3 separate regions of the Mus musculus genome follow, and regions 1 and 2 are each linked to region 3. The links are chromatin contacts, called in public HiChIP or PLAC-seq and promoter capture Hi-C maps. All regions are on one chromosome and are shown on one strand. Each heading gives the region's core, a stretch centred on a gene start, on an enhancer-like site or on the middle of the called end of the contact. The rest is flanking DNA. Distances are from core to core; before and after follow the strand shown. Region 1 holds the start of Il18r1 (interleukin 18 receptor 1). Region 2 holds the start of Il18rap (interleukin 18 receptor accessory protein). Region 3 holds the start of 1700066B17Rik (RIKEN cDNA 1700066B17 gene).

The links. Promoter capture Hi-C pulls out the DNA fragments that hold promoters and counts their contacts. HiChIP or PLAC-seq counts read pairs in DNA pulled down with a chosen protein or histone mark.
Region 1: a contact with region 3 is called in an H3K27ac HiChIP or PLAC-seq map of thymic regulatory T cells, with 4 times the contacts expected there. The contact joins the promoter of Il18r1 here to the promoter of 1700066B17Rik in region 3. A contact is called at or near these places in 2 of 39 promoter capture datasets (liver and pre-B cells), 3 of 115 datasets of contacts at active chromatin or transcription factors (memory CD8 T cells, regulatory T cells and thymic regulatory T cells) and 1 of 9 other capture datasets (adipose tissue).
Region 2: a contact with region 3 is called in a promoter capture Hi-C map of the HPC-7 cell line, with 3 times the contacts expected there. The contact joins the promoter of Il18rap here to the promoter of 1700066B17Rik in region 3. A contact is called at or near these places in 9 of 39 promoter capture datasets (the 3T3-L1 cell line, the HPC-7 cell line, HPC-7-derived erythroid cells and 5 more) and 1 of 115 datasets of contacts at active chromatin or transcription factors (thymic regulatory T cells).

The regions. Positions count from the first base shown.
Region 1 is chr1:40,463,761-40,467,477 of GRCm38.p6, forward strand. It overlaps Il18r1 (interleukin 18 receptor 1), which reads left to right and starts at 2,246. Exons shown (of 11, transcript NM_008365.2): 1 at 2,246-2,597. Il1rl1 (interleukin 1 receptor-like 1) reads left to right here. Exons shown (of 11, transcript NM_001025602.3): 11 at 1-1,655.
Region 2 is chr1:40,513,516-40,516,938 of GRCm38.p6, forward strand. Il18rap (interleukin 18 receptor accessory protein) reads left to right here and starts at 1,847. Exons shown (of 13, transcript NM_010553.4): 1 at 1,847-1,961; 2 at 2,185-2,260; 3 at 2,882-3,020.
Region 3 is chr1:39,845,074-39,848,659 of GRCm38.p6, forward strand. It overlaps 1700066B17Rik (RIKEN cDNA 1700066B17 gene), which reads right to left and starts at 2,257. Exons shown (of 5, transcript NR_040465.1): 1 at 2,236-2,257; 2 at 592-773; 3 at 155-266.

The DNA.
Region 1 (3,717 bases), core at 996-3,495, 620 kb after region 3:
GGTCCTAGGCACCCAGGAAACGGATCCAGAGCCCAGGCAAGTGTCTTACAGGTACCTTGAATTTTGCCAATAGATATGAGCCCTGCCTTAGCTGAGTTGCTCAGTCGGTGATGGGACTCCAGGCTGAGGTGACAATGAACACAGAATTTGGGAGACTCTTGAAAGGAGGGGAATGTTGAACTCACGGTCAACATATGAGGCTGCAGAGAAGCCGTATGCAGAAGTGTGTGTAGAGGATCTAGAGTAGCCCGTTTCTCTGGGGACAGTGTGCTCTTAGTCTGTACCCTTAGGCTGGGTTGCCAGGTAAACATTTGCTAGTGTTCAGTTCAAAGGCTGAAGCTTGAGCTGAGGGTGATGAGGAATTCAAACTTCCCCTCGCATGCATCCACCCTGTGGTTGCCTGGTTTGCTAAGTCCACCTGCTCTGCTGTAGTAGAAGGTTTTGATCTTCTGCAGCTTCATCTACTTCTTAGTGAGTTGCCAAAACTGACCACTGAAAAGCATGCTGTGTACATAACTGTCTCATGTCCCAGAACGTGCAATCAGGAGGAAGTCCTCACTCCCGATAACGGAATCCTTGCTCTGTGGCTGTGAGGACGTCCCTTAGCAACCTCAGATAGTAATTTTTCTTAGGTTGGATGGAACATAGTAACGTGCTGGATTCTTTGCTAACTGAAAATAGAAGTATTCGGATTTCAGAAAGAACTGGATAAATATTAATGTTGGTGATTATGAAATCTCATTGTGAGCCGTGTGAGTTTGAGTGTGTATTCCATGATTGTGCTGAATGAAGACCTCTAAAAATGAAATTCTCTCCAATCTCATCCCTGGGAATAGTTGCTTCCTCATGCCTGCTGCTCCATCCATGGAAAATGACTAAAGAGAATTATTATTTGTTCCCGAGATTCTTCTGATAAGTCTAAACTATTTGCATGTAATTGAGCTGGGCAGCATGGCACACTTGGGAGGCAGAGGCAGGTGGATCTCTGTGAGTTTGAGGCCAGCCTGCTCTACAGAGTTAGTTCCAGGACACCAGAGCTACAAAAAGAAAACCTGTCCTAACAACAACAGCAACAGCTGCAGCAGCAACAACAACAACAAAGAAAAAGAAGAGGAGGAGGAGGAAAGGAAAGAAGGAAGAAGGAAGAAGAAAGGGAAGAAATAATAGATTTTTCTGTAATGAACACACATATGCTTTGATGCTTTTGCTAAACTCAAAATATTAGTTTTATTTTACTGTTTTGAAAGGTTCAAAGCATGATCCATGTAAAAATGTCTTCTGTGGGGCTTTCTCCCATTTCTACTTTTGTTCCCCTCATTTCTTCAAAGTGCTTGTCCAGGCAGAGCTGACCTTATTTGCTTACCAGTTACAGGTAAACAAAGCGTTTCCTCGTGTTGCCTCTTGTAGCCATCTCTGTATTAGATTAGGAAGGGAAGGAGCCGTCCTACTGTCCAGTTTGTGAGTTCTGGTAGAAAGAGTGTTGAAGTTTGTTAAATGCTTGTTTTCCATGTATCAAAATGTTATGCCTTTCCTATTTATTATTGTATGACAAATTATTTTTCACTGGGCAAAAATAATTGTGCCATTGACTCCTTGTGTGTTTTCTTCATGTGTGTTTGAAGAGTTCTAGCTTATTAAAAAAAAAAATCTAGAAATACTGTTTGGCCTTCGTTTCTTTTGAACAGTTTAAAATCTCACTATAACTTCCCAATTGTGGCTTTCCACCCATCCAGGAGGCTGGGCATCCTGCGCTGGCTGGCACTATGTTGGCTCTGCGAGCCTGGCAGTCTCAAGGACTCTCCTCCCGCAGTGCAGGAGTCCTGGGTTCTCAGCGCCCTCTGCCTGAAGGGTGTGGCGCGCACAGGGCACACAGGTGGTTCTTGTGGTTGAGTAGACAGGCTGCAGGTTCCGGGAAGCCAAAGGCGGTGGCTGTGCCTCCCTGGAGGTCTGGCGGAGGAGTCAGCTGAGATCCAGGCAGGAGAACTCCAGGGGCTCTATCGCCTCAGCGGTGGGGTGTCGGGGTTAGTTCTGGGAACTGTGGAGCTCTTAGGTGAGCAGGGACATGCAGAGAAACCCTGCCAGGAGTACAGGTCTTCCCAGAACTGAAAGCTTGAGCGCTCCTGGGTGGAGCAGCCTGTAGCGCCCTAGGCTTCAGTCCCCCAGCTCTTAGGAGCTCCTCCCATCCCAGGCGGTGCCCACCTGAAACCTTAGCTTTTCCTTTCTTCTTCTTATTCTGATCTTCCTCTCCCAGCCCTCCACCTCCCTACCCCCGGTCGTTGGCTTCTTCTTCTTCTTCTTCTTTTTTTTTTTTCCTGCGATAATTCTCTGGTTTGCCAAATCTCTCTAATCAAGCTCCTGGCCTTGCCTCACTGTGCCTTCCCTCCCTGTCTGTTGTCACAGTTGTGGACCAGGAGGTATTTAGTCTCACTTGCTGGGCGAATCCTGCTTCACAGATGTAAGTGAAGGAGAAGCCACTGCCCAGGCCTGTGTGTGGGCCACCTCTCTGAAGGTAAGGGCAGACTCTGATGTCCAGTCCTCACTGTCTTCTGCTGTCTGGAGCAAGGAGAGGAACCACCCACAACGATCCTGAAAACAAGGTCAATTGTGAGTGGTGTGTATGTGTGTGTGTGTGTGTGTGTGTGTGTGTGTGTGTGTGTATAACTAGTGAGTACAAATGTATATGTTCTTTGTAGAGAGGTATGAACAGCTAAAACACAGCAACAGTTGATTTGTTCAGCTCTTACCCTCTGCTGACAATACACACAGGTGTGCTGTATTTTAGTTGCTTAATCCTCTTAGGAGACAAATGAAACAGGCAATATCAGGTTTAATAAATGGTGTGAGGGGAGAAATATTCAGAAATTTATCTAAGAACATCTTCAGTTATCGCATCAGTGAATGACCCATTTATGCAGATTTGGGGAATAGTTCACTCTCCCTCATGAGTACATGCATGTACATATGTGTGCACTGATGCATGCACAAGCGCCCACACACATGCATGTACACTCACACTCTTGTGCACACACTCGTGAGTCACACACACAAACACACACACACACACACACACACACACACACACACACACACACACACTGCAGTCACAAGAATATCTGCCTTAGGCACACATTATGGAAAAGCAGAGAGCCTTCTCCTGGGTACCTCACCAGGAAGTGGAGGTTGGTCCAGGAGCCCTGGAAGTGCTGTGTGTTAGGGTTGGCCTGAACTGGCAAGCTTCCTGACAATGCCAAACATCGTGTCATATTGCAAGGACGATAGGGTCCCAGAGGAGGGGGAGGGGGGGAAAGGGAACATGGTCTTCATGTCCGGATCCATGTTTGTGAAGGCACATTTTGGAAAATGGAGATAATAGCAGCAGGCATTTTTACGCTAAGTGTCGTGAGGTAGCAATGACTCTCCTTTCCTTACAGATGGAAAGTCAAATGTGCACACCTTTTTTTTTTTCTTAAAGCAGAAGTGCAAGGGTGTATTCAAGATCATTTTTGTTGGTTGTACCAGACTGATTCGCCTTTCTGCAGATGAAGTAAAACACCCATTGGAGACTGTAGCAAAAGGGACTGCGTGTTTAAAAAGAGTCATGGAGAGCCCAGCTCAGTGGCGGTCCCAGCGAGGAAAAGAAAAACCTCATTGGGTGTCATAATTCACCAAAGCAGTGTGAGGGATACATCAGGGTCATGTTTTGTTAAGCAATGACTG
Region 2 (3,423 bases), core at 597-3,096, 670 kb after region 3:
CTAAGTAACAGGGAGGGCCGAAGAGAGAATGCTTGAATCTCACTCAGAAGAGAAAATAAAATAAACATGGTGGATGGATGGAAGGAATTGAGTGGGAGAGGGAGACCGGGTGAGAAGGGGAACGGGGATGGAGATCAGGTATGGGAAATGGAAAAGAGATAAAAATCAGTGTGGGTCATCTCTGGTATTAGCTGGAGATCTGAGATAGAAGAGGCTATGAGAGTGACCTTAGATGAGGCTCTTAACAGTTGGAGATAAGGAGACTGAAGTGGCCACTTCCAGTAGCCAGGTGGGACTTCCAGTGGAGTGAGGGGGACATCAACCCACCACAAAATCTTTGACCCAAAATTTTTCTTGCCTTACATGATAAAGATGGAGTAGAGATTGAGGGAAAGGCCAACCAGTGACGGGGATAATGAGCAGGCATAATAATCAGATAAGAGGAATGCCAAGGGAAGAGGAAACGTGTTGTAATTATACTTTAATTTATTTGCAAACATTAAAAAATTTAAAAAAATAAATTTAAGTAAAAAGATCTGAGTCCATTTGGAACATAGTCTGTTGTGTGGTGCGAGTGGAGAATTTGTTGCGTAGTTTTCCATAGGGCGACCTAAGTTACCACACTACGTCTAGTTTGTGATGCTCTTTCCTATTTTTAAAAATTTCCACACACAGTTAGACTTGTTTCTACACTGTCTCCTCTTCTGTTCCACAGGTCAGCTCTCTCTATTCATGAGGGTGCTCCGCAATGATTTTACTTGTACCAAGTGTTAAAGCCTGAGTTTCCTGTGGTGACTAAGACCTTCATCTGATCCCAAATCTCCTGTGGTTCATGATGTCCTGCTTTTCTCTTCCAAAAACAGTTTATAAAGGACACATTAAGCTTCGAAGGAAAAGCTGTTGATGAATTCACTTCAGGAGACCACACTGGCAGTAACTTTGGGCTTAACTTTAAGGTCTATATTCAGATCTCTGAGGTTTGATAAGGACACTCCCAACGCCCAGGCACTCTGAATGTACCTCAGCCTGAATTAAACCATTATCATGAACAATGCCTGGTCTATCCGTTTCCCCTTCATCCTCAGTATTCCTCCTTTAATCCCATTTAGATTTTGGATTACTGGGCTGTCCCTGTCACACCCTGGGAGTCTAAGCTCATGTGCCCTCATGTGCTTTCCTCTGAACCTGCAATAGGTGGTAGGAAAACCTCAAATCCTTTTGGGATTTGAGCTAGTTCCACAATTAGCATGAATACATGATTTTATTTATTTATTTATCTATTTATTTATTGGCTTAGACCTGCCCTCAGTTGCTAACTCTTCTCTTAGATTTTCACCTTCACCTCAGGTCAACACTTACCTTGCCCCCACTCTGACATGAACTTGGGCTCTGCTTTTATTTTATGCTCTTCTCCAGCCTTGTGCTGAAACAATCCCCATGGTTTGCTGTGCCCCGCTGCTTCAGCTTGTCTTTATGGGGAGAATAGGCTCCGTTTAATTAAGAGGCTTTGGGACTAGTGTGGTCTCACGGTCCTCTAAATTGTTTTAATTACAGTGCAGTTCTTAATTAGGCATTCCACGGTGCACAAGCATAGCCTCCGAGCCTTTCAAAGCTACGGTTATATCACTCTCCTCATTGATAAATTATTGCTCTGTAAAAGTGATGCTGGAGAGAGAGAGTTCATCAGAAGAAAGCCTTTAGGTTTGAAATGAAAGGCAAGGTTGGCAGTGCTTGTTTTAGAAGAAGGGGGAGGAGGAAGAGGAGGAGGAGGAAGTAAAAAAGAACTCCCCTGTTGAGAAACCGTGTCGAATGTTAACATTTGGTACAGGAAATTCCTGTAAAGGAAGCAGGCTTACTCACCATTTCAACTAAACCTAACCACAACCCCTTTCTTGTCAAGGAGGCTGGCCAGAGGACAGCTTTGAATGCTTTATTTCAGGAGTTTTCTTCCGTGGATAAAGGTAGTTTACTTCATTTCTCCTTTGTTATGACTGGGCATTTTCCAACACCAGAGGTCCTTTACAAAATTCCAAGGTTGTCCTTTTCTGTCCAGGTATAACTTATTATTTCAAAACTGTATGGGTTGGATAGTCCTTAAATCTTCTTCAAGTAACTCTCTTGCTAAGAAAAAAAAATGTAGCAGAACCCTTTGAAAATGGGTGTTTTTCACACTTTTTTTTTCAGATGCACAAGCTGGCATTCACTGACATAAAGACTTGAATTTCTTTATTTGTTGTGTATGTAAGAGCAGGAAACAAAGGTAAGAGACCAGAATATTCTTTCCCTAGATTCCTTAACCCCTAATATATATTTTTAAAGGACTTAAAAAGTGAATTGCTAAAGAGTTGCTTTTTGTGGAATATTTTTAATCACAGGTGTGCTATTAGGCAGCAACATTTGTATCTCAGTGTCGGTTTTAACCTTAACTTGTATAAGTGACTAGTTACAAAGTAAACCTTTGTTTTAAACAGTGATTCTTACATTTTATTGAAAGGATTATAGAGGGATTCAATCAAATGCGGGTCAAATCTGAATGGCCACATTACTTGTCCATCTTTGGAGGCAAGCACTGAACAAGCTGCTATGGACCATGTGAGCATTATCAGTATTCTTTGACTACTGCAATTATTAGACTAGGCCATAGCATCTCTTTTTTATTTGTACTTTAAGGGTGTGCACAGGACTGAGAGGCTTCCTGGTGATTCATTCACAGCTTTCATTTTTCTCCTCCCAGCAAAAGCTTTGTTCTTTGAAAAACTTAGCTCATTATTACTCTAAAATATGGTCAAATTGGGTATCTTTTGAATAACTTCAGGCTAACTTTTTCTGCTTCTGAGAAAAAGAGAGAATTTTTAAATAAAAGCCTTCTGGAAAATTTTAGGAAAGAGACCTTGCAGATCTTCAGATCATCTCACCGGCCTCCGACCTCCTTCTGTAGAGAAGGCGAATAGTGGTGGCAAGATGAGAAACTTTGAAACCCTCTTCCTCCAGATATGATTCTCCCTTCTACTACTGAACAGGTATGTGGTCATTGTTTCATAACGGGCACCGTTGCTATGAGTGATGCAACATTTGGTTTTCTACTGGGACAATAAGAATGACAGCACACATGTTTTACAGAATGACAAACTTGAGTTTTACATTTGCTGGTATCTGTCAGTCATTTTTACTCCCATATGCAGAATTGGCAGCCATGTTGGTTTAAGTTGGCCAGTGCTCAACAAGTACGATGCTCTACTCTTGGATGATCTCTTTGGAATTCCTGATGCATTTGGGTAATGGTAGAATGAGATTGTGTAGTCTTTTAAAAACAGACATTGGGAGGCAAGGGCTTGAAGTATGGACTTTTCAGAATGGCTTTGTTCTTGGCTGGTCTGTGGACAAAAACAATAATGGTAGCTACCATGACTGCTGAGAATACTG
Region 3 (3,586 bases), core at 1,007-3,506:
AGGTTTCTGCAGAGCACTTAAAAAAAAAAAAAATGCCCCTGCCTCAGATAAGATGCACTGATGTGTTCCCAGCACAGAGTTCAGGGCCTCGGGAAACCTGCTGTGCACCCACACTGTACCTCCAGCCCACTGATGCCTGGGGCTTCCCACTCACCTGTCTTCAGAGCCCTTGGAACGAGTCACATGTGAGGTCCTGGATGGAATTTCCCTCTGGCTTTAGCTCATCTTTCAGGCGGAAGCCTCACCTGGGCTGAGTCCTCAGCTGCCTGTGGAATTTGTCACAAAAGAGTTAGTAAGTAAATGTTTATTGGTCACAAGGTTCAGGTCACCAGGTTTGATGTTTTGTTTGTGAGACAAGGTTTCACTTTTGTAGCCCTGGCGGGACTTGAACTCACTATTATATAGGCCAGGTTGTCCTTGACTTCAAAGATACTTGGCTGCATCTGCCTCCTGAGTTCTGAGCATAAAGGTGTGTGCCAGCACAACCAGCTCTCTCAAGGTGGCTCTTGATGCCTTGAGAAACATCACTTAGGTTTTTACAAACATTTTATTCAAATTTCATCTTTAAGATATATTAAATTGTTTTCATACCGTAGCATAATGGCTCTCAACGTATCCTCACTGCAGACCAATAGGTATGTTACAAAACAAGTTCGTTGTAAAGACGTTGGGAGATATCAGGTCCCTGCCATTCTCTGATGACTTACAGAAATATTTCAAGGTTGCAAGGCTGACTATTTTTTTTAATTGTTATGGTTTATATAATCCTTTATCTGTGTGAAGGAGGAATTTCTCATTACAGTGTGACCAAAATAAACTCTAAAAATAATCTGAACCCCAAGGCTGGCTTCAGACGGTGCCAGGTTCCCATAACCCTTCTACATTTTTCCATCTGTAAAGCTGCTCTCGGTTCACATTACTGGGCTCTATGGTGTGTGAATATAAGCTGAGGCTATAGTGGGAATATATATGTGTAACACAAACCGTTAGCCATTTGATATTTTAGGGATTTCTGGAATGTTATTTGAAAGATGGACTGAACTATCTCTTTGAAAGTTTCAAAACCACTAAGCGGGGGAGGCAATGTCCTAGAGTCCAGCCTGCCAGTAATTCTGCAACCAATGCCTAAGAAAACAAAGGGTCTGCCTGGGGACTGAACCCAGAGAGGCCCAACCAGGAAAAACCACTGGAGCATTTTGCTGGAGAGCGAGGTGAACAAGAATATGCTCTGGGTCTCCTCTGGATGCCCAGATCCCTGACCTCAAAGGTTTGTGTGTTTGCCTCGGTGCTGACTTCAACATGGTCTGGCCCCTGTTCAGCAGCTAGGGAAGCCCTTGAGTAATACATGCTGGTGCTCAAACATTGGGAGCCAGGCATAGACCTAGAACCTCCTAAACTCAGTAACAGTAGAGATCAGAGCAAGCCAGGGGAGGCTAAAGGAAAGGAGCAGTCCAGGGCTGGGAGACTCTGTTCAGAATGGGGATGCCACACAGCACCTCTTCCTTCTCCTACCCCCACCCCACCCCCAGCCCTATCCTCAGACCTGCCTTCGTCCTGTGACTTTTTCAACAAAGGTAGATTAGACACCAGGGTCTTTTCTGGTCCCTCCTCCTCTTTCCCCCCATTCCTTCTTCTCCTCCCCCTCCCTTTCTCCTCTTTCTCCTCCCCCTTCCTCCCTTCCTCCTAGTCTTTGGCTTCCCCTGGACTTTCCCCGACTCTTTAAAAACGTTCTCTCTCTGACAGTCGACAGGGAAAGGAAAGATATTTTCTTCATTGGTGTAAGGCACCCATGCTCCCACAAACAACAACCCGGCGCTCCTGTAAATAACAATAATGAAACTTACTGGGTCATGAAATAAAGGAAGGGGGGATGAGGTTAGAAGGTGGACTAGTTGAGAAGGGGAACGGGATTAATGGAGGGTGGGAGGGACAAGATGTTGAGGGGATAAAAGTGATCAAAATGCACAATGAAAACAATTATTATGTGCAATTAAGATATAATAGTAAAACCACTTTTTAAAAGCTCTCTCTCAGTTCTGCCCCTGTAACTACTGTCCTATCTGTCCCTAGCCTTCACATGAAACGTCTTGCCATCAAGACGTGACTGTGGCATTGCGTCCCTCCCTAAGCCAGTGTGCCTGGACTTCCCCTGCTGGAACAGTGGCGTCATCTCAAAGGTCACAGCGACTTCCTGATTTTAAGTCCAGGAAGCTTTCTGGGAGCTGATGCTCTCACCGGCCTCTGTGTAATGATGTCTACAGACCACCGCTCCTCAGGTTGGAGATGCCCTTTGATATTGTGACTTCACTTCCTGTTTTCCCCTCCCCCACCCTCACCATACCTATCTCCAAAAGCTTTTTCTATCTTCCTATGCCTCTAAAGCAGTAGATCTCAACCTGTTGGCTGAGTGGCCCCTCTGGAGCCAAACAGCCCTTACATAGGGATAGCATATCAGATATCCTGCATATCAAATATTTACATTATGATTGGTAACAGTAGCAGGTTTACAGTTATGAAGTAGCAACAAAAATAATGTTATGGTTGGGGGGGGGGGTCTCCCCAACATGAGGAACTGCATGAAAGTATCACAGCATTAGGAAGGTTGCAGCTCTAAAGCAAGATGGCGGTGCTAGTTTATAGCACACTATCACAGGGTGCTGAAGACAATTGTAAAACAATTGGCTTTCTGCCCACTCTGAAAGCTAGACGTCCAAGATGGCATCAGTGTTGGTATATCAGTCTATTTTCCACTGCTACAAAAAAAAAAAAAAAAAAACCACAAAACTGCCTGGTGTTGGGTTCTTTGTAAAGAAAGAGGTTTTATTTAACTCATACATCTTCAAGTCCAAGAGCACAGCCCTGATTGTCACTCAGCTCTGGTGAGGGCCTCCCTGCAGGAACATGTGCTGAAATCGGATAGCAAGATCCGAAATCAGAGAAATTCAGGCTCTATAGCTTGATCTCCAAGGACCTGACCAGAGTGTCACAACTCTATCAATCCCTGCCTAGTGCAGCATCCACAAAAACTTAACCACCTCCCGATAGGCCCCACCTCTTAAAGGTTCAACCACCTTACACTGCCACACTGGGAACCAAATTTCCCACACATGACCCTTTGAGGAGGACACTCAAGTCATCTCTGAACTATAGCAGCTGGTTTCTTCTGTAGGCTGTCTTATTGATTTATAGATGGTGGGCCTTCTCCTGTGGCCTTGTATTCTACCTCCGTTTATATATGTATCTAATTTCCTTCTCTTATAAGGACACTAATCATATTAGATTAGTTCTCCCTAATGACTTTGTCTTAATCATCTCTGTAAACTCATTTTCTCTAAATGAACTCCATTCTGGGACACGGGAGATGGGCATCGCCGCAACACATGGATTTTGGAGGTGGAAGAAAAAGGCATAATGTCATCCCTAGCCATGGTCAATCTCATTCAAATCCTTGGTCCTTTTAAATATTGCTTTCTTATACCCATCTAAAAGCTGGGTGTATAGTTATCAAGCAAAATGGTTTTTTTTTTAATTGCAAAAAGTAATATATCTCATGAAAACATCAAAGGTGTCGGGGAAAAGGACTAAT